2 separate regions of the Ovis aries genome follow, and region 1 is linked to region 2. Evidence: chromatin contacts called from public Hi-C data. All regions are on one chromosome and are shown on one strand. Each heading gives the region's core, a stretch centred on a gene start, on an enhancer-like site or on the middle of the called end of the contact. The rest is flanking DNA. Distances are from core to core; before and after follow the strand shown. Region 1 overlaps ACER2 (alkaline ceramidase 2). Region 2 holds the start of RRAGA (Ras related GTP binding A).

The links. Hi-C and Micro-C count contacts between places; a contact is called where the count stands out from the background.
Region 1: a Hi-C map of blood shows a contact between it and region 2, with 4 times the contacts expected there. The contact joins the enhancer-like site here to the promoter of RRAGA in region 2. A contact is called at or near these places in 6 of 16 Hi-C or Micro-C datasets (blood, hypothalamus, muscle and 2 more).

Annotation. Positions count from the first base shown.
Region 1 is chr2:87,960,546-87,966,223 of ARS-UI_Ramb_v3.0, reverse strand. All of the region lies in intron 5 of ACER2 (alkaline ceramidase 2), which reads right to left. Among named protein-coding and RNA genes, the nearest start is that of ACER2, 40 kb to the right of the region's middle. Within about 2 kb of position 2,288, at least 21 of the 54 cell types and tissues checked have an H3K27ac peak or open chromatin away from gene starts, as enhancers often do. A contact at or near this core is called in hypothalamus, where this site is marked.
Region 2 is chr2:87,637,823-87,642,781 of ARS-UI_Ramb_v3.0, reverse strand. It overlaps RRAGA (Ras related GTP binding A), which reads right to left and starts at 1,993. Exons shown (of 1, transcript NM_001161864.1): 1 at 1,052-1,993. The coding sequence starts at 1,993. The coding sequence ends at 1,052. It overlaps LOC121818816 (a long non-coding RNA gene), which reads left to right and starts at 2,287. Exons shown (of 2, transcript XR_006058949.1): 1 at 2,287-2,580; 2 at 3,255-4,959.

The sequences.
Region 1 (5,678 bases), core at 1,039-3,538, 320 kb before region 2:
CAAGAGAAGACGGACACCCCAGCTCAAGCAGAGAGGGCAAATTTGTCCTTCCTCTGCCTATTTGCTCAATTCAAACCATCCAAGGACTGGACAAAGCTTGCCCACATTAGTGAGGGCAATCCTCTTTACTCTGTCTGCCAGCTCAAATGCTAATCTCAGAAACACCCTCACAGTGTGGAGAAAAGGGGACCCTCCTACACTGTTGGTGGGAGTGCAAACTAGCACAGCCACTATGGAGAACAGGGTGGAGATTCCTTTAAAAACTGGAAATAGAACTGCCTTATGACCCAGCAATCCCACTGCTGGGCATACACACCAAGGAAACCAGAATTAAAAGAGACACGTGTACCCCAATGTTCATCACAGCACTGTTTATAATAGCCAGGACATGGAAGCAACCTAGATGTCCATTGGCAGATGAATGGATAAGAAAGCTGTGGTACATATACACAATGGAGTATTACTCAGCCATTAAAAAGAATACATTTGAATCAGTTCTAATGAAGTGGATGAAACTGGAGCCGATTATACAGAGTGAAGTAAGCCAGAAAGAAAAACACCAATACAGTATACTAACACATATATATGGAATTTAGATGGTAATGATAACCCCGTATGCAAGACAGCAAAAGAGACACAGATGTACAGAACAGACTTTTGGGGAGAGGGAGAGGGTGGGATGATTTGGGAGAATGGTATTGAAACATGTATAATATCATATAAGAAACGAATCGCCAGTCGAGGTTCGATGCAGGATACAGGATTCTTGGGGCTGGTGCACTGGGATAACCCAGAGGGATGGTATGGGGAGGGAGGTGGGAGGGGGGTTCAGGAGTGGGAACTTATGTACACCTGTAGCAGATTCATGTTGATGTATGGCAAAACCAATACAGTATTGTAAAGTAAAAAAAAAAAAAAAAAAAAAGACTTACCCAAATGTACCATTTAAAAGTCAATAAAGACACTTACTGAAGCTGAGAAAAAAAAAAAAGAAAGAAAGAAACACCCTCACAGACACACCCAGAAATAATGTTTTACCAGCTATCAGAGCATCCCTTTGCCCAGTCAGGCTGACCCATAAAAGTACCATCACAAGAAGTTTCCTGAAAGCTGCCACTTCTATCTACTCACACAGAAGGGATGGGGGGGAAAAGGAGAATGTAGACTTTTATTCCAGGCAGACATCCATCTTTACAGCTTAACACTGGAGCCTCTATTGCAAAGAAAGAGGAGGGAACTGCACCTGAGGTAGGCAATTGGCCATTTCTGCCACGTGAAAATTATTTCACTAATCCTCATGACAACCCTAAGAGTACTTCTATTATCTCCATTTTGCAGATGAGAAAACAGGCTCAGAGATTCCTAACCAGATCTCATACCCAAAATCCTAAGCTATCATCTCACTGAAACTCCTGATGAACCCTAAGTCAGAACTGCTGAGCCAAGCCCCTGCTTAATTCCTGACCCACAGAAACTGAAAGATGGTAAATACTTGTTTTTGTTATAACTTGCATGCCTCCTTAGTTGCTTCAGTCGTGTCTGACTCTTTGCAACCCCATAGACTGTAGCCTGCCAGGCTCCTCTGTCCATGGGATTCTCCAGGCAAGAATACTGGCGTGGGTTGCCATTTCCTTCTTCAGGGGATCTTCCCAACCCAGGGATCGAACCCGCATCTCTTACATCTCCTGCATTAGGAGGTGGGTTCTTTACCAGTAGCTCCGCCTGAGAAGCCCTGTTATAATTTTGTGTTGGGTTAATTTGTTATGCAATCACTCATAATTCGTGGTATATGTCTCAAAAAAAGAGAAACATTTATTTTTTTTTTAATGTATTGGAGTATAACTGATTTACAATGTTGTGCTAATTTCATAAATCCAGCAAAGTAAATGGATTATACACCAACATACATCCACTTTTTTAGATTTTCCTATATATGGCATTGTAGAGTAGCAAGTAGAATCCTCTGTGCTATAGAGGAGGTCCTAATTAGCTAACAGTTGTAAAAAGGAGCAAGGGCTCAGGGTGGACTCCTGCAGGTGAGTGGCCCAGAACAGAAGGTGTCACCAGCTTTGGGGTAAATCCATTCTCTGGAATCTGGGTTTGAGGGGCCTTCACAGAGTGCAGACCTGTGCAGACCGGAATCTCTGCGGCCCACGGGCAGTCTTGGCAGTTTGACAGAATCCAACGGCAGAGAGCAGCACGCCTGGGAGAACCCTCTGAGCCTACGCGGGAGGCTGGGTTCACGGCCACCCTGGGCCCTGCGCAGTGTGCGGGGCTGCACTGCCCCCTGGTGGGCACTCTGGGCAGCGCTCCCCTTTTCCCCCTCGCAAGACCAAGGCGCATTACTTGTCCGGCTCCGCCCCCATCCACCCATCACCAGCCCGGCACTCCGGCACAGGTGTATCCCTACCCCTGGTACAAGTTGGTGAGGGGATCTCTCGGACTAGCAGCACAATCACCTTGAGTCTCCCTCTCTCTCACACACACTCTCTTTCTCTCTCTGCCTCATATTCTGGACAGACCAATCGACCAATCCCAGTGCTGTTGACAAGACCGCGAAGCACTCTGCTGAGCACTGAACCGCCTGTCTCAATCCTTCTGGTCTCAGTGTGGACGTTGCCTCCCAATCAAAGAGGACTTCCTGGACCCACAAGGTGTTCCACTACACCCTGCATTCTCTAGCTCTGTGAACTGACTGATTGATTGATTACTAGGTGTCTGAATTCAACCTCCCCAACACTGATTGCCAGGTCAGCCCTGGGCCTGTTTCCGGCCATACAAAGATGAGGAGGCCGTGCGGTGCCTGGGGTGAGAGGCGGCTGGCTTTCTCCTGCCAGACACCCTAAACTTCTGGGACAGAGGGGGTAATTCTGCCAAATGAAACCCCAGCCAAGCTCCCTGAAACCCGTTCTGTCCTCTCCTACCACCACTCACTGCTTCTCAAAGTATTTTTCAACAGCAGCCGGCAGGGTGGGGGCTGCTCGGATCGGGGGTGAGAAAGGTATTAGAGGAAACCCCAACAGGGGCCTTGGAGGAGAAAGCGGAAGCCTGGGGTGGGTGTGTATCTGTGCGCTCCTGTGCACTCTGAGGACTCCGGCTACTCTGTAACACTCTTCTGGGGCCTCTGGCTAAACACGAGGGGAGGGGATCCCATATTCTGGGCAGATGCGGGAAGCAGCTTGTGGGACAGGGCAGTAGACTGAATGCTGACCCCCCAAAATTGGCATACACCGGGGATCCCACACCATGACCTTATTTGGAAAGAAGGTCTTTGCAGATGTAATCAGTTAATCAAGGTTGAACTGAATTAGGCTGCTGTCTTTATAAGAGATCAGAGAGGGAGGGAGAGGGAAGTTCTGACACGGAGAAAGGGGGAAGCCAACAGACAGCAGAGGCGGAGACTGGACGGAAGGGTCTGCAGGTGGAGGTAACAGGATTGCTGGCAACCACCAGAAACCAAGAGAGAAGCAGAAGCAGACTCTCCCCCGGTGCTACAGAAGGAGCCAACCCCACTGACATCTTTATCTTGAACTTTTTTTAGGGGAGGCACCCAGCAAGGCACGCGGGATCTTAGCTCCCCAGCCAGGGATTGAACCCATGCTCCCTGCAGGGGAACCACAGAGTGTTAACTACTGGACCCCCTGCAGACATCTAGAATCAGACTCTGGTCTCCTGCACTGTGAGAGAATGCATTTCTGTTGCTTTGAGCCATGGAGCTCACAGTCATCTGTTATCACTGCCACAGGAAACCCCAACCTAATCTGAAAGGGGTGAACAAACGCAAGAACACACACAGTGACCTGGAAGCTGATGCTGTGACACCTCCATTGGTCACCAGCTTCATGTCCTCAGGCAAGCGGCTCAGCCTCTGAGCCCCAGTCTTTCCACATCACAGACTAGGCTCCAGCGCCTTGGGATCCATCACCCATGTCCCCATGAGGACCTGGTACATGGTGAAGCTGCTCGGAACATATTAGCCATGTCTCTCCCTTAGCTGTCCCCAGTCAGCACAGTGGACACCTTCCCTCCTTCTCTGCTGCAGAATGAAGGAGGGAAGGAGCCCAGGTTTGGGGTGGGAGAGAGCTGAGCCACTTACTGGCTCTGTGGTCTTGGACCAGATATGCATTCTCCGACCCCAGGCCTCAGGACTTCACCAAGAAAATGAAGATAAGAAAAATCTCCCTCATACAGTCTGCAGTGACCTGAAAATTTGCATCCCCCAAAATCCATATGTTGGATCCCTAAACACCTGCCCCCCAAATCTGCTTCCCCTGCAATGTGATGGTATTTGGAGGTGGAACCTTTGGAAGGTGATCAGGTTAAGATGGGGGCTTCCCCAGAGGCTCAGTGGGTAAAGAATCCACCTGCAAGTGGAGACATGGGTTTGATCCCTGGGTCAAGAAGATCCCCTGGAGGAGGGCATGGCAACCCACTCCAGTATTCTTGCCTAAAGAATCCCATAGAGAGAGGAGCCTGGCGGGCTGCAATCCATAGGGTTGCAAAGAATTGGACATGACTGAGCAATTGAGCATGTACACGTGCAGGTTAAGGTGAGGTCATGAGGGGGAGGTCATGATGGGATTGGTGCCCCCATAACATGGAGAAGAGATGCCAGAGCACGCTCTCCCTGCCCACAAGAGGAGGTGGCCACCTGCAAGCCAGGATGCTGGTCCTTACCAGGAACCAAATCTCCTGGTACCTTGGCCTTGGACTTTTCAGTGTCCAAAAGTGTGAGAAGTCAGTGTCTGTTGTTCAGGCCAGCCCCTCTGGTATTTTGTATGGAGGATGGATTGACAAGACACAGAGGAGCACTCTCTAGGATGGAGAGAAATGGATAGATTTGAGACACTGGGGAAGTGGGATGGAGAGGATTTACCTACTCTTGGGTAAGACATGGACAAATGAGGAAAGTGGGGACTTCTGGCAACTGAATGGAGTGGCCTGACTTAGAAGGTGAACAAGGTGCAAGTTTGGGGTAAGACGATTTCGCGTGTCTATTGGACATCCAAGTAGACCACACCAGGAATGAACTGGATTTGCAGATCTACAGTGAAGAGCAAGAGATGGCTTGGAGCCAGAGAGGAAGGAGTCCCCAATGTGCAAACATCATCCATTCCTGGGAAGGTGTGAAGATGGAGTGCAGTTTCTGACTTTGGCCACAAGATGGCACTATCACCCAGGCCTGCTATATGGTGGGGGACTCCTGATTACTGAGGCTTCCTTGGTGGCTCAATAGTAAAAAATACACCTCCCAATGCAGGGGACATGGGTTCGATCCCTAAGTGCCCTGGAGAAGAAAATGGAAACCCACTCCAGTATTCTTGCCTGGGAAATCCCATAGACAGTGGAGGCTACAGTGCATGGGGCCGCAATCAGACACAACTTAATGACTAAACAACAGTTTGATTCACTACGTGCAGACTGCTACTCTATATTGTATAATCGTGCATTTTAAAAGGATACTTTTGAATCCAGTAATCTTCACCTATCTATATAAAAACCTTTTACCTCCTTTGCCATTTTGAAAATAAGATTAAACACTTATGGAAACAGAACTGCAGTCAAAAGTCTTGATTCTGCCACTAAGTCAGCTGTGTTCAAGATACATTTCTGAGCCTCAGTTTTATGGTATTCAAAATAGGAATAATAGCCTCACAAAATAATTGTGAGAAGACAAC
Region 2 (4,959 bases), core at 744-3,243:
AGGATCTGCAATTTCACTGCTTAAGTTGCAGCTGTATGACCTTAATAAGGTCATGGCAGTTTTCTCATCTGTTAACAGAGATAAAAGTAATCTGCCTTACAAATTATGAAGGTTAGATATGAAAATGCACATTAAGTCTGTAAGAATACCTGGGATTTAGTGGGTAGCTCCTATTTTGCTAGGCTTCACATCCAGTAATTTCACAGTGGGAGGGGGTGGGGTGAGAATGGCTTAGTAGGCAGTATTGACAACTGACACATTAGTATGTGCCAGGCCCTACTCTAAATGCTTTCCATATTGTTTTAATCCAATGAAGTAGTGCTGTTCTTATCCACATTTTACAAATGAGGGAACAAACAGTAAAATTAAGTGCTTTGCTCAGTTCGTGGAGATAGTGAAAGTACTAGAATACTAGTGCTCGAATACTAACTCAGCTCAGGTGATCTAGCTCCAGAGACCATTCTCTTAACCACACTGCTGCAGTTGCTAAGTAACCTCCTTAAGGTGATGGGGGAGCCAAGATCACACAATCAAATTTACCAGTTAAGCAATACCTGTGGGCAGTCAGAATCTATAGCTTTAATATTAACCACCTTCAAATTATTTCAAATAAGACCATATTTTAAACTGCTAACAGCAAATGTTTATTCATGATTGAAGCCAGGAAGAAATTATAAACGCATTTTAATACCTTACTGATAAAATAACATTCCATCTTTGCAACCTTGTAAGGAATACAGAAGATATTGTAAAGGCTTTGATGTGTATATCTACTATAACCAGGTAATCAGAACACACATACACACATACACCACCACCTACTTTAGTGTTACCCCATACCAACTTTTCGGAAAGGCCATCTTTAAAGCTCTACTGGATAACTGAGTAAACAGCGTCCAAAAGACTGGGGAGAAGGGAAGAAAGAGATAAAAATGATAAGCAGCACACATTTCAAAGCCCACTTATAAGCACACGACATTATGAATATTGGGAAAAAAAAGGTGGGGGGAAAGGCAATTGAGCATTTTCAGAGAGCGCATTTTGGCAATATTCAACGCATAAGGAGGCTGTGCTTGGGACCATCCACTCTCTCCAGCTTCTCAAAGTGTTTCCTGGCATTGCGAATGTTGATCAGAGTAGCCGCAGAAGGGATCGACGGATCCGACATAACCACCATCACGTACGTGTTTGATGTGAAGATGTCGATGAAAGCAGCGAAGTTAGAATTCCTAACTTCCATGCTCTGGAAAGAAGCGGCCAATTTACTGCAGCTCAGCTTGAACTGCTTAATTATGTTGCTGATCTTCTCGAATCGGTGGACATCGCGCTGCTCTTTGCACTGGTAATGGGAGATGACCAAGAACGTGGCTCTCTCGAACAGCAGAACTTCATCGGCCTCAATAATCTGGGCAAAATTCCTGAGATTCATCTCCAGCTGCTGGACATTGGGAATCAGTTGATAGACAATACTGGACCAGGCTTTGTAGAGCGTTTCATCCCAGATGGATGTTCGAAAACAAGCACACTCCAGCGGGCGAGACAAACGCCTCAGGTCTTCCTCTCGCTCTTTAAAAATCAGGTCACGCTGATCTTCCTGAACCAGATCCATCTTGTGCACCAAGCAGAAGATTTTGGCATCAGGAGAGTTCTGGAGGATGGCCTCCAGACACGACTGGTAATAATGCATGTCCTTTTCCAGTTCGCGGCTCTCCACGTCGAACACATAAATCAGGACCTCGACATTACGGAAGATGTTGTCTCGCTGGCTGGTGAAGTAATTTTCCATGAAGGTATCCTGACCGCCACAGTCCCACAGATTCAGCACTAGGTTGCCCAGGAATCGGACGTGGGAGTGCTCCACATCAATGGTGGCACCCAGGCGCCGGGTGTCGCGAGCGATGTAATTGGCAAAGATAATCGACCTCATGCTGGTCTTCCCCGACCCGCTCTTCCCCATTAACAGCACCTTTTTCTTCATGGCTGTATTTGGCATCACCCGCCGGAGCTGCCGCGGACTGGGCCTCTGGGCGCGGCCTAACTGCAGCGCAGACGGAGGGAGGGAGGAGCCGGGGATTTCGGGGGCTCAGCCGGCTGGGCCGCGCCTCTGTACAGCTGGGGAAGCCGAAAGGGCGAGCTCGGCGCTGGGAAGGGCCGCGTCCGGTGAGCTCTTTCCGTGGGGAGAGCGCCACAGGGCGGACCGCTGCAGCAGCTCCGAAGAAACGACCGGCTTCCGGGGAGAGGGGTCTCTGAGCCTCCGCAGCCACCCACTTCCGGTGGCGATCTCGCGAGAACCCGCGGTCTCGAGCGTCGCTGCCGGAAAAGCTTTGAAAAACCGCTCTATTAATGAGACCCAGTACAAACCACCCGAAGGAGAAATTGGAAGGGGAACACAGGACTCGGGTGTTCTGTTCTCCTATTTAAACTGAGCTTAAGGTCGCAAAGTTGTACGTGCGTGAGCAGGTGGGAGAATTGCTGCCACCTCGTGGCCGAAAAAACACAGCACACCACTATGGGCGGTATGCCTTATGGCACCCTACTCCAGTACTCTTGCCTGGAAAATCCCATGGACGGAGGAGCCTGGTAGGTTGCAGTCCATGGGGTTGCTAAGAGTCGGACACGACTGAGAGACTTCACTTTCACTTTTCACTTTCATGCATTGGAGAAGGAAATGGCAACCCACTCCAGTGTCCTTGCCTGGAGAATCCCAGGGATGGGGGAGCCTGGTGGGCAGCCGCCTATGGGGTCGCACAGAGTCGGACACGACTGAAGTGACTTAGCAGTAGCAGCAACCTCCTCGCAACCCACTCCAATACTCTTGCCTGGAAAATCACATGGACAGAGGAGCCTGGTAGGCTACAGTCCATGGGGTCGCAGAGTCGGACACGACTGAGCAACTTTACTAGCCTCTCCTGGAGTAGGAAATGGCAACCCACTCCAGTATTCTTGCCTGGAAAGTCCTATGGACAGAGGAGCCTGGAGGGCTACACAGTCCTTGGGGTCGCAGAAGAGTTGGACGCGACTAATCGACTTAACAAAAACAATGAGTGAGAGCACCTTAAACCTACTCTCTTAGTAAATTTCCAGCATTCAATACAGTGCTGTTAGTCATCGTGTTGTAGGTTAGATCACTAGACTTATTCTTCGTGCGTAACTGCAACTTTGTATCCTTTGACTATTATCTCCCCATCACCCTTCTTTCCCCTACCTGGTAATAATTATTCTCCTTTCTGCTACTATGTGTTTGACTTTTTTAGATTCTAATCTCACACGCTAGTAATGCTCAGAATTCTCCAAGCCAGGCTTCAGCAATACGTGAACCGTGAACTTCCAGATGTTCAAGCTGGTTTTAGAAAAGGCAGAGGAACCAGAGATCAAATTGCCAACATCCGCTGGGTCATGGAAAAAGCAAGAGAGTTCCAGAAAACATCTATTTCTGCTTTATTGACTATGCCAAAGCCTTTGACTGTGTGGATCACAATAAACTGTGGAAAATTCTGAAAGAGATGGGAATACCAGACCACCTGACCTGCCTCCTGAGAAACATATGCAGTTCAGGAGGCAACAGTTAGAACTGGACATGGAACAGCATAATGGTTCCAAATAGGAAAAGGAGTACGTCAAGGCTGTATATTGTCACCCTGCTTAAAATTTAACTTCTATGCAGAGTACGTCATGAGAAACGCTGGGCTGGAAGAAGCACAAGCTGGATTCAAGAATGCTGGGAGAAATATCAATAACCTCAGATATGCAGATGACACCATGCTTATGGCAGAAAGTGAAGAGGAACTAAAAGGCCTCTTGAGGAAAGTGAAAGAGGAGAGTGAAAAAGTTGGCTTAAAGCTCAACATTCAGAAAACGAAGATCGTGGCATCTGGTCCCATCACTTCATGGGAAATAGATGGGGACAGTGGAAACAGTGTCAGACTTTATTTTTTGGGCTCCAAAATCACTGCAGATGGTGATTGCAGCCATGAAATTAAAAGATGCTTACTCCTTGGAAGGAAAGTTATGACCAACCTAGGTAGCATATTGAAAAGCAGAAACATTACTTTGCCAACAAAGGTCCGTCTAGTTAAGGCTATGGTTTTTCCAGTAGTCATGTATGGATATGAGAGTTGAACTGTGAAGAAAGCAGCAGCAGCCCCATTTAAAAAATTAGGTTGTTTGTTTTTTTGATGTTAAGTTGTATGAGCTCAACGTAAGGGGTTAGTGTTTTGGGTATTAACATGTTATCAATCATATAATTTGCAAATGATTGTCTTTTTGTTTTATTGATGGTTTCCTTTGCTCAGCTGATAAAGAATCTGCCTGCAATGCCAGAGACCTGGGTTTCATCCCTGGGTTGGGAAGATCTCCTGGAGAAGAGAAAGGCTACCCACTTTAGTATTCTGACTTGGAGAATTCCATGGGCTGTATAGGCCATGGGTCCCAAAGAGTCAGACAAGCAACTAAACAGTTTTCACTTTCACTTTCCTGTACAAAAGCTTTTGAGTTCTTTTGTTTAGTTTTGCTTTTATTTCCTTTGCTTTTAGGAATTAGATCCAAAGAAATATTGCTACATTTATGTCAAAGGGTGTTTGTTCTACCTTTGTTTTCTTCTAGGAGTTTTATGGTTTCCAGTCAGTCTTACATTTCAGTCTGAGTTTATTTTTGTATATGGTGTTAGTTTCATATATAATGTTAATTTCATTCTTTTACAAATAGCTGTTCAGATTCTCTAGCACCCACTTATTGAGGAGGCTGATTTTTCTCCTTTTTTTATTCTTGCCTTTGTCTTAAATGCATGGATTTATTTCTGGGCTCTCTCTTCTGTTCCGTTGATCTTTGTGTCTGTTTTTGGAAGCACAACTGCTTTTTATGCATGAATTTTTAATCCTGCAACTTTACTGAATTTAATAGTCCTAAGATATGTATGTGTGTGTGTGTATTTAGGGTTTTTGATGTGTAAAATCATGTCAC